Linked DNA regions of Macaca mulatta: region 2 is linked to region 1. The links are chromatin contacts, called in public Hi-C maps. All regions are on one chromosome and are shown on one strand. Each heading gives the region's core, a stretch centred on a gene start, on an enhancer-like site or on the middle of the called end of the contact. The rest is flanking DNA. Distances are from core to core; before and after follow the strand shown. Region 1 holds the start of PSMD6 (proteasome 26S subunit, non-ATPase 6). Region 2 has its middle 180 kb from the start of PRICKLE2.

What was found. A called contact is a pair of places that touch in the nucleus more often than the background predicts.
Region 2: a Hi-C map of cortical neurons shows a contact between it and region 1, with 5 times the contacts expected there. The contact joins the enhancer-like site here to the promoter of PSMD6 in region 1. A contact is called at or near these places in 6 of 14 Hi-C or Micro-C datasets (blood, cortical neurons, fetal cortex germinal zone and 3 more).

Annotation. Positions count from the first base shown.
Region 1 is chr2:127,580,661-127,583,932 of T2T-MMU8v2.0, reverse strand. It overlaps PSMD6 (proteasome 26S subunit, non-ATPase 6), which reads left to right and starts at 1,305. Exons shown (of 8, transcript NM_001266757.1): 1 at 1,305-1,474; 2 at 2,222-2,427. The coding sequence starts at 1,330.
Region 2 is chr2:127,965,302-127,968,642 of T2T-MMU8v2.0, reverse strand. It overlaps a transcript of PRICKLE2 not described here. Among named protein-coding and RNA genes, the nearest start is that of PRICKLE2, 180 kb to the right of the region's middle. Within about 2 kb of position 1,987, at least 7 of the 40 cell types and tissues checked have an H3K27ac peak or open chromatin away from gene starts, as enhancers often do. A contact at or near this core is called in cortical neurons, where this site is marked.

The DNA of each region.
Region 1 (3,272 bases), core at 56-2,555:
GCCTTTGAGATGTGGCAGTCTCACCTGTTTCGGCGGCTATGTAAACTGGTTCAGCTCTTTTGGAAAACCATTTAACATTAAATATCCCCAAGTCACAAAATCCTTCTTTCCTTAGTCCATTATTCCTTCTTGGGAATTTATGTTAAGGAAAAAGATGCAAAACATGAAGTCATCTAGACATCCAAAGTCTTCATCTAAGTTTTTATATTACGTAAGTAAAAACTCTAGTCAACCTTAAAGATACCTCTAAGAGAGGGAAGAGTGAAAGTAAATTACGGTAAATCCATTAGATGGAATTTAGGCCAGGCAGGGTGGCTCACACCTGTAATCCCAGCACTTTGGGAGGCTGAGGCGGGCGGATCATTTAAGGTCAGAAGGTCAAGACCAGCCTGGCCAACATGGTGAAACCTCGTCTCTATTAAAAATACAAAAATTAGCCAGGCGTGGTGGTGCTGGCAGGCAGCACCTCGATTGAAGCTAGGAGGCAGAGGTTGCAGTGAGCCAAGATTGTGCCACTGCACTCCAGCCTGGGTGACAGAGCAAGACTCCGTTTCAAAAAAACAAAACAAAACGGAATTTAATGTAACCATGACCAACTCTGAAGATCTACAGCAATATAAACAAAAGGAGGCTGAAAATGCAGGCATGTAATGATTTGATTTAATTTATATGTAAACAAAACGACCATGCTGTTGTACTATGACGCAGAATCCTGGGTGCAGTTTTTTTCTTCTAAAAACTGCAGAAAGAATGTGGATTTTAGAGTTCTAGATAGGGGTTTTCATTTAGGCCTTGCAACACGGCTGTTACATGACCTTGGTTGATCAGTTTCCCTAACCTCTTTGTGCCTCAGTTGTCTTACCTACTAAATAGGCTAATAGTACTACCTCGCAGCATGAAGATGATTTTAATGAGATGCGTAAGAGTAACGACTCGACAAACTATGGTGATTTTTTATTGATGCTGTTATTACATTTTCATTTTTCAAAAAATTTTAAGGTCCCATCAGTTACAAACAGAAAGTAAAATAGCTAAAAAGGGAGTGAGAAAGAGATTCAAGAAATTGGGCTTTTGAGTTGGGCCGCACCCACTCTGCGACTCCGCCGGGGCCTTGAGCGTGGAAAAGCCCGCGGTGACCACACTGGGGCGCAGGCGCCCAGGCCGGGCGAGGCGTTCCCGGAGGTGTCCAGCAGAGGACGCTGCCGGCGGAGACGGAGCCGGAAGTCGGGCCGGAGGCGGCCGGGCGTATTCGCCGACTCCTCCCGCTTCCGCTGCCGTAGCCGGTCGGAACCGAGTTGTCTCCTGTCAGCCCCTGTTCCCATCGCCGCGATGCCGCTGGAGAACCTGGAGGAGGAGGGTCTGCCCAAGAACCCCGACTTGCGCATCGCGCAGCTGCGCTTCCTGCTCAGCCTGCCCGAGCACCGCGGAGACGCTGCCGTGCGCGACGAGCTGATGGCGGCCGTCCGCGATAACAGTGAGGCCCGCACGAGCGCCGAGTCAGCGGCCTAGGCCTGGGCCGTCCCCGCGTTCCGGAGCCTACGGGGACTTTTTTTGATGGAGCTCCAGACCCCGGGGCGTCCCTCTGACGGGGTCTCCGAGACCAGGCCTGGCTTCTCCGGTCCTTAGGGTTTTGCTTTGGTTTGGGGATACCCTGGGGGACCTCGCCTTATCTCGGAGCGGTTGGCATCTCTGTGCGGCCTTCCCCTGTAAGGGCAGCTTGGAGGAGAGTCGTGAGGCATTAATATTTATCCCTGTGCTAGGCACAGAGTAAAGGCCCCGTGACTTACTGTCATTCGGGACTGCTCCCGGGCGCGGGGTATTCCAGCAGGAGAGTTCAGCTTGCCTGTGGAAGGAAATTTGGGTTCGGTTCTTTTTGGCCCTTCTATAGTGAATGTGAGTGTTTGAACATATGTGTGTATAAAAAGTCTTTCCCTGTTTGAAGACTTTTGGAACAGAATCCGGCAAGAGCAAACCGAGGATTGCCCTCCCTCCAGCCCTAGTAGAGGTTGGCAGTGCCAGGATTGGCCCTCACGCAAACCTCCCACCAGCATACGTTTCATGTTTTGCCAAGTCGATTATTAAGCGCCATCCCTTGCCTTCCTGTTAGTGGGGAAGAGACTGGTGGATGACTTATTGGGGGTCGGGGGGTGAAAGACTTGGGCCGACTTTGACTTGAGGGCACAAGTGTCCCCACTCACACATCCCTCTTTTTGCATGTCAGACATGGCTCCTTACTATGAAGCCTTGTGCAGATCCCTCGACTGGCAGATAGACGTGGACCTACTCAATAAAATGAAGAAGGCAAATGAAGACGAGTTGAAGCGTTTGGATGAGGAGCTGGAAGATGCAGAGAAGAATCTAGGAGAGAGCGAAATTCGCGATGCAATGATGGCAAAGGCCGAGTACCTCTGCCGGATAGGTGACAAAGTGAGTGGAGATGGTTTCCCCTCTCTGTAGTTAGTGTGGGCTAAAATTGGGGACTATTCCAGATAATCGTTTCTCATTAAAAAAATTAACTTCGTTTTAGAAAAAGTATAAAGGTAATCATGCTTGCTTATACTAGTGAATCAATGTAAAGATGAAAAAGTCTCCATGAAATGCCTTGTCATTTCCCTAAACAGCAGCTAGGGCTGTATTCTTCCCCATTTCACCCCATGCCAATAAAAACGTAAGTGTAGATCTAGAGAATTTTATTTACTGCTTTTACAAAATTGGGATCATTTTCAGCAGTTTTCTCAGTTGGTTGGGAAGCACTGGTCTGGTGTCTTTAGTACTTTACACGAGTAATACTTTCCTTAGCAGAAACTAAGAAACAGTATAGTAAATGCTGAAGTTCTGTTGATCTTTCTTTACTCTGTACCTTATTGTGCATTTATATAAACTTTTTAATATATATTTTTTTGAGACGGAGTTTCACTCTTGCCGCCCAGGCTGTAGTGCAATGGAGTGATTTTGGCTCACTGCAACCTCCACCTCCTGGGTTCAATCGATTCTCCCCCCTCAGCCTCCCGAGTAGCTGAGGCCGAGGGAGGCGTGCGCCACCGCACCCAGCTAATTTTTTTGTATTATTAGTAGAGACCCGGTTTCACCATGTTGGCCAGGCTAGTCTCGAACTCCTGAACCCCTGACCTCAGGTGATGCACCTGCCTTGGTCTCCGAAAGTGCTGGGATTATAGGCGTGAGCCACTGCACTCGGCCATAAAATCTTTTTTATGTAAAATTTTATATATAAAAATATAAATGCTCAATAAAAGAACAAATTTAAAAAAAAT
Region 2 (3,341 bases), core at 738-3,237, 380 kb before region 1:
CATATACCCAACCCAACCTCCCACCTTCTACAAAGTCCCTCATTTTTGGTGCCCAATTTTCTTATACCAATTCATTTCCTGAGTTAAAAAAAACTCCTCTCTACTTAAAGGTAAGGTGGTACTCACCCTTTTTAAGATAAAAATTACTGCAGATTTATATTTCCTAAGAAAATTTGCGTTTTAAGAGGCTCATTTTATATGAGAAATGGTGGATCCAAAGGAGTGCATCTCTAATAGTGGAATTTTCATTTAACGTGAAAGTAGGAAGCATTTAGGGGATGTGGATAGAGAGAACCCAGTGGAGAGAAAGCTGGCTCTTTTGGCAAGATTGTGACAGGAGAATTCCCATTGAATCAACCCATCCCTGTGGGAAAGACAGTGAGCGAGAATTAGTAATTTAGATATGTGTTGACACTTTTGTCTGGCATTCTACTCAAGGTGCCTAGCCCCAGTGTGAGCAGGACAGAAAGGACATGACTTTCCAAGTTCTAGTTGGTTTCAGTTTTTTAATGCCTCTGGTGGTGTGGGCTTCTTGCCATGCTAAGTGAGATGTTAGTGTTTAAAGATACATATTGTTTTCATGCACTGTGGCCCTTTAGTGCAAGCCAGCAACTTTCTCTAGTTTTCAACTGAAGCAGTAGTATCTGTTTCAACATTGGAGAAAAACCTGCTGGGATAGACCAGGAGAGGTGGTTATCACTCTCCAAGATGGCATAAATGGATCATGAGGAATATTGATAAAATCAGTTCTGGAATGGATCGTTAAGGGGAATGTTCACTCTACACCAGAGTTTCTGAACCTCAGCACTGTTGACACTTTGAGTCAGATAATTCTTATTGTGGAAGCATTCCTGTGCATTGTAGAACATTTAGCAGCTTCCTGGATCTCTACCCACTAGATGCTGGTTGTGACAACCAAAAATATCTTCAGATGTTGCCCCATGTCCCTTGGGGGCAAATTGCCCCTGGTTGATCACTCTGTACTTGATCTGACATTGTGTGCTAACTTTAAAACCTAAGCCCTACCTAAGCTATAGCTCTAGTCCATATTTATGAGACTCCTGTAAAGCTGCCATAGATGTGGTGATTGGGGCTTACAGAAATACCATGCCTTGACACTGGGGAGGAAGAGACAGGTAGAATCTACCTGTGACATTCCCTTAAAGCATTCATTCATTAAATATTTACTGAGTGCATGTGCAAGGCACTGAACGAAGGACTGGGTGCAGCAGGGGAAGGTGGAGATTTAGTCCCTGCCCTCATGAAGCTTCTACTCCACTTCTTTGTGCTCATGAAGCATCTAATTATAGATTAAATAAATTGCAGCAGGTGCTATAGGGAAGGTCAAGATGGCCTGAGCAAGCTGGTGGGGGAGGGGGGCAGAGAAAGTGCCATTGAACGTGAGAAGTGAAAGGTGACCAGGTGATGGGGTGGGGGGAGCATGAGTGTCCCTGGCAGAGGCGACAGCAGGTGCAAAGGCCCTGAAGCAGGAAGCCTCTTACCACATTTGATGGGCCAAAAACCAGGGTGGCCACCTCGTAGGAAACAAGGCAGAGAAAGAGATGAGGTGGAGCAGGATGCCCCCGGACCAGACTGTCATGGATATTAAGGATTTTATCCTAAGAACAGTGGGAAGCTGTTGAATGCTTTTACACAGGGGAGTGACATGATTCGATTTGTGCTTTAGAAAGATCCATCTGTCACCGTCTAGGTCCAGAAAGTGCAGGTTTCTCTCCAGGCCATGAGAGATTGATTTTGTCCCCTGCTGGGCAACTCTGATATGGAGTCTTTTGAGGTTACCACTACCATTAGTGCCTGTACCCATCCTCCAACCATCCCAATTTTGGAACCTTTTAAAACTTTAAATAAAAGAAGCAATTTCAGTCCGTGTTCTACCTTTGTTCTCCTTCTTTAAACCGTGATTGAAGCTGGGCTTGGATATCTTTGAAACCCCAGAGAAGAAAATGATTTCCATAGCAGCTGTAACCATGGGAAACCTTCAAAATAGCTTCCGTTCCTATATTCCACTCTGCTCCTTTCCCTTCTCTATTGGTTGACTAGAAATGAGGGCTGGCATTTTTGGTCTTCTTTTTGTCCAAATATGTGTATATGACAGTCTTCTTTTCACTTCCACATCTATCTTATCATAGCTTGAAAATCAAAGGCTGGCATATTTGGGGAGGAAAAGAAAAGAGAAGCTTCTAGGATGCCTTCATTTGTTCATCAAATAGAGGAACTCAAGTGGAATGTTGATTTAGAAGATGAGATCTCAGGTTTATTTTCCTGCTGTTTGTTTCTTCCCAGGTCACATGATAGAACCAAGTACATCATCTTTGAGACATATAAAAATCAAAGGGTTTTTTTTTGTTTTGTTTTGTTTCTCCGGAGACACTTATAAGTGGTTTTCATCAGTTTCCCTTCCATTCTGCTCTCACATGCTCTTGGTAATGAGCCATAGTCAGGTCAGAGAGATGCTCAGAATTCTTCCAGAAACACATAATTCCCCTTTGGAGAATTTCTGTTGTAAAAATCATCACAATTTGTGAGCTGAATGTCTGATCCAGTGCAAATACCTCTGATGGGTACAGGGCAAAAGTGGGCTACTCAGTGTTTCTCTTGATGGACAGATTTTAATGAAATGAGGGCATGACAAGGAATCTGAAGTTATTGCTATAGAAGTTAATAAAGAGATGGGAACATATGAGGATACTGTTTGCTTCTGGAATTTAGCCAGGCCACTGGGAGAGGCTCAGGAGGAAAACTGAGAAGGGAAATATGAAGTTCAGGCAAGTCTGTTACATGCATTCTCATTTCCACAATGTTTGAGAACCATGTCAAGAAATGCATTGCGTAAGTTAAACCAGCTGCCAGCAGCTTTTGTATTCAGCACTTTCCTGGGTCACCAGATAGCAGGGTAACTTCTCCAAGATCTCTCTGTGTTATAGAAAACTAGAGGAATTTTCTTCATGCCACATCCTTATCCTAACAGGGCAGCATCCTTTTGTCTCCAGAACTCACTGTATAAAAAGAAGTAACAACTATTGTTGGGTTGTGCTTATCTTCATTGTTGCATGTTTGGGTTTATGTTTTCAAACAAGGGACAGAGGACCTGGCCATCAGTCAGAATCATGATGCTGGCATTTAAGAGATTCATTCTGGCTCAAGAGCTTGGCCTGGCCTTCCAGAGCTTTCCCATTGACACCCATGTGCCTGATTAGAGTACACTTGTAAAAATTAAATAAGATGACCTATGCAGTGTGCCTCACATATGCTCCATAAACGTCAGTTCACATCTCTTGTTAAACTTTTATAAGGTTGATCTTAAGAGACGACAATTGAGT